Regions from separate parts of the Danio rerio genome. Here region 1 is linked to region 2. A link is a contact called in public HiChIP or PLAC-seq data. All regions are on one chromosome and are shown on one strand. Each heading gives the region's core, a stretch centred on a gene start, on an enhancer-like site or on the middle of the called end of the contact. The rest is flanking DNA. Distances are from core to core; before and after follow the strand shown. Region 1 holds the start of gpr61l (G protein-coupled receptor 61-like). Region 2 holds the start of wdr82 (WD repeat domain 82).

The links. HiChIP or PLAC-seq counts read pairs in DNA pulled down with a chosen protein or histone mark.
Region 1: a contact with region 2 is called in an H3K4me3 HiChIP or PLAC-seq map of gastrula embryo, with 5 times the contacts expected there. The contact joins the promoter of gpr61l here to the promoter of wdr82 in region 2. A contact is called at or near these places in 2 of 4 datasets of contacts at active chromatin or transcription factors (embryo and gastrula embryo).

The regions. Positions count from the first base shown.
Region 1 is chr6:44,585,588-44,590,078 of GRCz12tu, reverse strand. gpr61l (G protein-coupled receptor 61-like) reads left to right here and starts at 3,111. Exons shown (of 3, transcript XM_073954411.1): 1 at 3,111-4,491. parp3 (poly (ADP-ribose) polymerase family, member 3) reads left to right here. Exons shown (of 11, transcript NM_200501.1): 10 at 1,802-1,945; 11 at 2,053-3,017. The coding sequence ends at 2,231.
Region 2 is chr6:44,006,079-44,011,046 of GRCz12tu, reverse strand. wdr82 (WD repeat domain 82) reads right to left here and starts at 1,814. Exons shown (of 9, transcript NM_001166268.1): 1 at 1,466-1,814; 2 at 404-501. The coding sequence starts at 1,626. It overlaps cplane2 (ciliogenesis and planar polarity effector 2), which reads right to left. Exons shown (of 5, transcript NM_001004649.1): 3 at 4,513-4,637; 4 at 4,294-4,430; 5 at 3,063-3,774. The coding sequence ends at 3,537. It overlaps LOC100536148 (a long non-coding RNA gene), which reads left to right and starts at 1,289. Exons shown (of 3, transcript XR_002459111.3): 1 at 1,289-2,474; 2 at 2,578-2,694; 3 at 2,817-3,231. It overlaps mirlet7j (microRNA let7j), which reads right to left and starts at 109; the gene lies at 27-109.

The DNA.
Region 1 (4,491 bases), core at 1,862-4,361, 580 kb before region 2:
TCTAACTTTCTTTAACACACCTGCCTGAAATTTTTTAGTATACCTGGAAAGAGCTTGATTAGCTGGTTCAGGTGTATTTAATTAGGGTTGGAACTAAATTATGCAGGACACCGGCCCTCCAGGACCGAGGTTGGGCCCTTGGTCTAGCAGTTGCCTTAAAACATATTTTATTTCCCCTCTCCTCAACAAATCTTTAACATTTAGAAATATTCAAAGAATTCAATTCATTACAAGCCATATTTATAATAAATGTCAAACTTTTATTGGTTCTAGTTTATATTAGGTGGCCTTAACTACTATGTACATGCAACAAAAAATAAATACAATGTACTTACTGTGTTTTAAATGTATTGCAGAATTCAGTATTCTTGAGGTGGGATACGAGTAGGGTTAGGGACAGGTTTAGTGGTATGAGTAGGTTTAAGGGTGAGTTAAGGTGTAAGGGATGGTCAACATTGTAATTACAGAAATTAATTAAATTAAATGCTGTTATTATTCATATTCAATCATAAGTTCAATGTAAAAACTTGTATTTACACAGTATGCACATAACAAATGATTAGTTTCAGTGTAAGTACATTTTAGCTAAGATCACCAATATAATGATGTGTGAAAAATGCACTACATAATTCTTTTTTTGTCAATCCCACTAGCCAGTTTGGCTGGTTGAAAATCAATTTTAAGATGTAATTCATCGAGAAGCAGCATGACTGACAAAATAACAGTTCGTGTGAGCAAAAGAAAGCAGGTGAATACCGAATGAGAAGATGATCACGCTCATGGCGAGATGCCGGCTTTTTTCACAGATGAGGGCTTTATTATCGCATGCAAGGCTGATGTGATGCGCGCAAGTGTTTATAAAGCTTACACACTCCCGTTTCCTTGTGTGAAGCAACCATGCCTGCAAACGCAACTTTTGTGATTGCTTTTCTTTAAAATAGAAAAAAAATGATGCTCCTCCACCCACATTTTTGCTGCTTTCAAGAGCTCCAAATTCTTTTTAAAAATGTCTTTTTGTAAGCAGCAGCTATTGCCGCTTTCACTTTAACCATTCTTTGAACAGATTGTTAATGGGCTTAACGTTAACTGTGTAGAGGTGTTAATCATTTCAATATCACACATAGTATTTTTCACCTGCTTTCTTTTGGTTAGAATTATTTTTTATTTCAGGTTTAATTAACATCCTTTACATTAACATTGGTTTAATAGGATATCGATTTAGATATATAACAATAGTTTTTTAAATGTAATTTTTTAAATAATTTTTTTATTAGTAAAAAGTGCATGTACACAGCTATATTTACCTTGTTTTTATTTTTTAAAAGTAGTTAAAATGTGTAGAAATTATGTTGAATTAGTTATTTGTTTATTTATATTAGGTGTGGCAATAAAACAAAAATATAGGTAAATTCTTAATGTTGAACCCTGAAAAGTCATGTGAAACACTTTGAAAGCACAACCCAGTTGCTCATGTTCATTAAGCAAGCTCATATACAACACACAAAAACGTGTGATTAATAAGGAGGCATGTGGACATAACACAACATATAAATCAAGTCATTTTAGCATACCAAAGTCAAATTTATGCATATAAAATATATTTTCCCAACAGCAAAATTATGGCTAGTGAAATTGGCAAATGGCTAGTAATATTGAAAAACTACTAGCCACACAGTGGCGGGTGATCAAAAAAAGTTAAAGTCAACCCGTATTTCCAGTTTACAAAACATGGTAATGTAGTAGACATTAATAACAGGCACTTTTAATCAGATTTTTTGTAACTTCTGTTTTGTGTTTGCAGTGCGTCCATCAAACAAAATTGGCATCATGTTTCTAAATGAAGTTGCTTTGGGAAAGGAGTACACCATCACACGGGACGATCCCAGCTTAAGAAAGGCACCCGCTGGCTATGACAGTGTAATTGCACGTGGAAACCAAGAACCAGGTTATTTTTATTTTTATTTTTTATATAATTAAATAAAAAATTTCCATTACTAGACATAATATAAAACATGAGTTCTTGGCAAAGTTTAAGTCTTTTTTCTTGTTTAGATCCTTCAAAAGATGTCTTCATTGAACTTGATGGTAAAAAGGTGGTGGTTCCTCAGGGAAAAGCCATAAAACAGCAGCAATACGAGGGAAGTCATTTCTACAACAGTGAGTACCTCATCTATAAGGAAAGCCAGTGCCGCATCCGATACCTCTTGGAGTTGAAGTTTAATTATTACTAGAGATGCAAATCAAGAAACTGTATCTACATACAGCACAGCCACTTATAAAAGCCACTTCTGATATGTGGTTTCGCTCGTATAAAGTGCTGAATGTTTGAGGTAATTACTGAGTTGGAAATTCATTGAAGTTCTGTTTTTGAAAGCTACAGTACACAACAACGTTTTTATGTACTGTAAACCTTAGTGTGATCTTACAATATGTTTGCTCATTTTGTCATATCCCTGAGTGAAGTTTAAATGTCTTTTATCATTTATTTTCTGCAATATCTTATTCAAGTTCAAAACAGATTTACTGGTTTCAGTAGTGTCAGAACAACAAGTTATTACATGTGTTTAAACATCTTTAAGCATTTATAAAAACTTGAGTCAGGGAGCATATATGTATATATACATATATCTATAGTAATTTAGGGGGAAATGAAGACAGATAAAATATTGTAATTGTTTTTTGTTTTTAAAGTTTAATTTTGCACTAATCAATACAGTAATGTGCATGTGACTTGCTGACTCATTGCTGAAAAGCATAGCTTGTGAAGGTAATGTGATGCTCTGGACCCTTATATATTTGCTTGATGTTAAAGGAAAGGTCTTATACATGCACAAATGCAACATACTGTATTGTTTGTTTATAGTTATCTTTTCTTATATACTTATACTTAAAGTTACTTATCTTCATAGTTATCTTTTTTTTTTACATCTTATGGTGAGTTTTGAAGTTCCAACATAAATGTTAATGTGAGGACTTGGCACTTAAACAATCTGAAGATAATAAATCATTATACTTATTATCTTGCTATGTTGTGTTTCTTTATGGCCAGTAGATGTCACTTTTTTCAAACTACAAAGGTTTGCCTAAATTCCTTGTGGCATATATTCAAGAAGGGGCTGTAAATCACAGATTCAGCATCATGTGGTTGTTGAGATTTATCAGCTGCACATCCATGATGTGAATCTCTTGGTCCAGCAAATCTCAAAAGTGCTCTATTGGACTAAGATCTGTGAACTGTAAACATTTTAAAATAGTGAAGCCACTGACATTTTTAAAAATCCAGTTTAAGATGTTCACATGGTGTGTTATCATGCTAGAACTCTCAAAGATAGAACTCTGTGGTGATAAAGACATGGTATTGGTCAAATTGTGATGTTCAGAATGGCTGCAGCATTGCAATGTTTTGTTTTACTGTGATATATATTGTGATATGGGGGCAATACGGTGGCGCAGTGGGTAGCACGATCGATTCACAGCAAGAAGGTCACTGGTTCGAGCCCCGGCTATGTCAGCTGGCATTTCTGTGTGGAGTTTGCATGTTCTCCTCGTGTTAGCGTGGGTTTCCTCCAGGTGCTCCGGTTTTCCCCAAAGTCCAAAGACATGCGCTATTAAAAAAAAGAAAATGAATGAATATTAATATGAATACAGTTTCACCAGACTAAAATAGCTTTTGGTAAGAATTCAGGTACAGAAGTTAAGTAATCAAATGTTAAATAGCACTGCATAGATTTACTTTTATAATTAATTCAATAAATAGTCATAAGACAGTAACAGGCCTTAAAACCTGTGTAAATGATCAACTTTTGCTCCATTATAGTAAGAATCTGGTAGAAACTATCTTAGAAACTATATTCCCAATTCAACGTTGCAGTTTGTGCAATGTATCTGTTGCCGATGTACAGTGGGATATTGATGCTAAAACTATTGTGCAGCCCTATAGTATCTGTAATGATTACACAATGTTCACTTAGTACTAAGGGGTCCAGAGTATACCGAGGAAATAGTCTTCACTTCACCGCCAGCAGCTGCTTGAAAAACTGATACAAGACACGATGAATACTGTGATGTTGTTTATCCAAATGATCACCCTGAATATCTGAATATAATAGCTGAATTCTGATCTTGTCAATCCTTGCAGCTTTTTCAATTCTGCTGACTGGATGTTAATTCTAGCTTTAGTTTCCTGTTTTTAGTTTCCGAATATGAATGGCATATTCCTAAATACCGCACATAGATAATCCTACCAACTCCTGCTGTCATGATTTTTTTGAATTATGTATAGCAAAAGAAAAAAAAAACATCTGTTAATGGAAAGTCATAATTTTGCAATAGTTTTCTATCAAAATTTTTAAAACCTCTGTTTTCTGTCAATCTGTAAAGACAATCGGGCTACTGAAAGTCTTGAACTGGCCTCCACAGTGTCCCGAACTGAAAACTGTAGAGGGGATGTGCGATTAAAACAATACAATAATAAAAAACGACTAAAGCTAA
Region 2 (4,968 bases), core at 565-3,064:
ATGTCAGATGAGTGGGCTCAACCCTGGGCAAGGCAGTAGTCTGTACAGTTAGCTCCTTAACAGGGCAGAATAACAGACCCTAAAAACTGTACAAACAACTACCTCAACCCAGAACAGGCAAGGATAAACAGCCATACACAAATACCAGTAGTAAAGCTTAGGAAAAACCTGTTATTTAACTAATGTGTACAAGATTACATAGAAACGGATGCATACACTTATTATGAAAACATAATTATGAAAATGTAAGGTGAAAAATAACACTCATAACATTGAGAAATTTAATAAAACAAGTTAAAAAGGGCTCAGTGAATAAGCATTTCATCCCTAAAGCTTAAAATAATGGAATTTGCTGGGGGAAAAACAGCACGTTATCACACTAAGGTTTGGTAAAGAGTCCTACCGTCAATCTTGTTAGAGCTGTAGACGACTGTGTTGGCTGCATGGGTGTATCTGATGAGATCCACACCATACTTCTTACTGTAAAGCGTCCGTTTGGGTCTGATTTAAAGAGGGAAAAGGTTAATCTGGTTTATTAGATAAATAACATGCAAAAATTCATAACATAATTTGATTTTACAGTCAGGAGGCGGCCGATTATTTTAGGAGGCGTGGATGCTAACAGTTAGCACGCGTCTGTACATTAGATTCATTTCAGAGAATCAGTTTTTTCAAAGAGCTGATTTGAAAGAATCGGTTCAAGATATGGCGATTTTTTTTATGTCGCTACGTTACGAATGGTTAGGGTTTTAGAAAAGAAAATATAAGATAATGATTTAAAATAAACAACTAGACTCAAAACAAGAACATGGCTGCAAAAGGTTTTACTATAGCATATTTTTTTTCTTGCTTTCCAGTACAAACATCTAACGTTAAAGGTTCACACATCGATACACATTCACGAAGCAAACGAACAGTCTTGTTTTGAGAATTTGGTATTTAAAAATTAACAAAAAAGTGGTAATAGACTCAAAAAAGTCAAACAAAAACACTTAATCCAAATAAATAAGTCATGTTTCACCTTAAAATAAAATCTGTTCAAGTTCTCTCGCAAATTAAACGCATATCAAGTAAATGTATCAAGTTACATAACAACAAAGCAATAAAACAAAAAAGTTTTTTTAAATCTCAAATTTTGTTGCAGATAATTTTCAGCAGTTTTAAGACATAATACTAAATGAAGAACGGAAACAGCTAAAAAACGGAACGAAGCTCAGTGATTCAGTTCAAGTGATTCACTTGAAAGATCCGAATTACAAATAAGAGACCGCTAACTGTACACACAAACGCATTCAAAACACAACACTCGATATAAATAGGCAATAATTGTCACGATTAACATTATAGCAATAGATCTAGGTATTTATCCCATTTCAGTAACTTACATAAAACACAACAAACGCTGAATTAAAACGAAACAGTCAGTTGCAGGACAACCACATCGAATAAACTACAAGCGACTTACTTTCCTTCCTGGCAGTCGTACAAGACAATCGAGTCATCGTCGCTACTCGATATTACAGTTTCTCCATTTGAACTGAAGTCAAAGCAGTTTATTTTGTCGGAGTTCTCTCGGAAAACCTTCGCAACCCTGAAACTCCTCAGCACACTGTCTGTGAGCTTCATTGTGGCCTTTCTTGCCTGGCCAGGCGCGACGGGATCGTTTCGTTAAAACAGCGACAAGTTTGGGTTCTGGTTAAACAGTCTTGTGCGTTGCGAGTGTGTCGTGAAAATTTTGTTGACCGAAAATGGTTTTCAGATGTGTATTTCTGTCACATTAAAAAAGCCCGCCGACAGAACTGGTCAATGAACTGGATTACGAAAGACGAGATGAAGCTAGAACTAGCAAGGTGACTTACAAAATGGCCACCACCCCTGCGAATGTTTTCAGAATAAAAGTCCCATTACGATTTAGGCTGACGTTGAGGTTGGAAGGAAGTTTTTGTTGGTTAGGGTGATTTATTATACGCTCTGTATATTAACCTTCCATTACGTACACGAAAAACAACGAGGTTATTCTAGTAATTTAGTACTGAAATGACAGCTGTAACGAGGATGCAGAATTTCACATGAGTTCTCCATATACTGTTTTTCATTTCTAGCAAGGCTTACCCTTAATTTTTAGTAATTATGAAACCACATTTGCAGTTAATCATTATTACATTCAGTTTCCTTTACAATTTTTGAGTGTTTTTACAGTTAATTTCAAAGAGGATATTAATATCACACTACAAAATTACCTCTTCTTTCTCATATGACACATTCTGCACATAGACATCAATTCTAGCCTCACCCAGAACCCCAAACACAACCAGGGGTATAAAAGCAAGTACTGCATTGTTCTAAACAAAAACACAGAGAAAACCAGCATCAAACGTTTATGAACCATTAAAGTCTTTTTGTTTAGAAAAAGAACAGGATTAATTAATTGTCCTATGCTTTCTAACAAATCTACAATGGCAGGTGTTTCAAAGGTGAGTGTTGTTTAAAGTCTAGTTTGAACACCTCTGCAAACAATTTGTTAATGCTGTATGATTATTATAAATTAACCATAAGCTTGATTTTTTTTTTTCAAAGGGTGAAATTTGCACTGTTGGAGATATTTACGTATTAACAGTGAATGTAAGCGAGTTTGCACCGGAAGAAGTTATAGTAACCTCAACCAATAATGCAATACAAGTCTTTGCAGAAAAGGTAAGCAAAATAAACCTAAACATTTTGAAAAATTTTAAAGCTTAAACACATTAAACAAAAATATATTGTATTTACTCCTTTTGGTTTGTCTTTTTCAAATTTTCCCCTGACTTATGAATCAGTTGGCATCAGATGGCACAGTTTTGGACGTCATTCGACAGAAGTACCAATTTCCAGCTGATGTGGATCCAATGTCAGTTACATCGTTTCTAGGGAAAGGTGGATTGTTGATGATTAAAGCTCAAAAACACACAACAAAAAACTTGTGAACTATGGATTGAAACAAAGATGTGAAACCTGTTGCTTGGATGCTTATTATTTTAGAAAGGGTACTGTTTTCTTTGGTTTATTGAACAAAATGTTTTATACTTTAGCACAGATTTTTATTTTTGACTTTCTGAATATACACACATAAATCTGTGACTATCCTGAAATTACAAGCACATTCATTTATTGAGATGTCATTTTTATTTTTGGTCACTGTTTAAAATATTTGCACTTAACACTACTAAAATGTCTAATAAACATGTAAAAACTAAAAAACATTTATTTCCATATATAGCAGCATATTGCACATACAAATTTAGTCATATTAGAGTAGGAGTTATAGGCCATTTCAGTGTGGTGATGTCACTGGGCCATGAATACTTCTTGCTTGTTGTCAAACTATTTCATATCTGTAAAAAGAGGAGATTCAATCATAACTGGATGTTATAACAGCTATTGCAAGAATATTTAATAATATGTGGAACTTTTTGGACTTTCTAAAGCTATGGAAATGTAACAATGTAACAGGAAACACATCGGGACCATTGTTATGGTTAACATCACTCAATTTGGGTCTATACAATGATTTCTGAGCTTGTTTCTCTGAGAGCAGCCTGTGGAGAGATGGAGACAGATGAAGCGGCCATACAATCCTGGTGCCACAAGTTTTCCGCAAGGGCATTTAGCAGAGGTGCTACCTCACCAAGCCCAGCACTCACATCACCTCCCACACGGAAAACCGGAAGACCCCACACCTCCTGAAAATGTGTCACGTCGCTCTCCGTCACGTCTGTGTGCATAAATAAATCAAACCTGCATCGTTAAGAATAATAACAATACACAATATGTTTTACTATATACTAGGATGTACATGCATTAAAGGACACTCCAATCTTTTGGTAAATACTGCGGAAGAATAGTTTGTAGCCATATTGACATCTAAAATAGCAAATTTTAAATTTTGTGTTGGTCCTAGTAGACGATGTGACTACAGAAGAGCTTTAAATAAGGAAATTATGGAAGCTCTTTTTTTTTTTTTAGCGAGATGCTAATGGTCTAATCCGATTCAATCATTTATGCTAAGCTAAGCTAAAAGTGGACCTGGAATTTGGCTGAATGGATTTAGAAATTGTAAAACTCAACTGTGTAATTCTAGATGACTTTTAAAGTGAGTAAAATATTCTGAATAATATGAAATGGGTAAAATCTTTTACCATTTTAATTTTAGTTTACTTTTTTAACATCTATGTATACTTTATTCAACTTTATTTATCCAATTAAAACCCCAATTCTACACCAAATAGACACTCTGAACATCTCATTGAAGGATACTTTGTGCCAACCACCAATTTAACCACACGATCTGAAGGTTCTGTGATCCGTGATATTTGGTTAGTAAGATCGTCAAAGGATCCACGGTCAGTAAAGGAGAACAGGAAAAGGATGGCATCCACCTTTTCCTTACAGGACTGAGGAGAAAAGGTCGACAACATTATACATTAACAGTGAAGCAGAAGATGTAGTTAAAAGGAAATGTAAATGACTGCTCACCAGCAACATGTGGTCAAATCTACGCATGGCACTTTCACCACAGTCCCAAAGCTCGAAGCGGAAAAACAACACACGGCCACTTTCCTTTAGTCTGACAGGCCAGAAGACCACAGTTGTTTCTATGCCTAAAGGACAGGAATAAAGATCCCAACAGTCTTGGAAACTCCATTCACCTTCTCCACAGGGAGAAAACAATAATTGATAGTTTGTAAAAAATAATGTGATCTAAATACTAAGAACCACCAATAGTTCATTGTTACTGCATAAAACATGTTGTAGTGTGGTTTTATTGTTAATGACAAATAATAATTAAATTCAGTCAGATGCTACTCTTGTTTGGAAACTCAGAGTTTCTAATTTGTAATTACAACTTTGTTGTGGCATACAAGTGCTTTACACTCATCAATGGGGTAGATGAACACAGACTTTTTATTTTCAGCCAGCCAAGCTGACAGC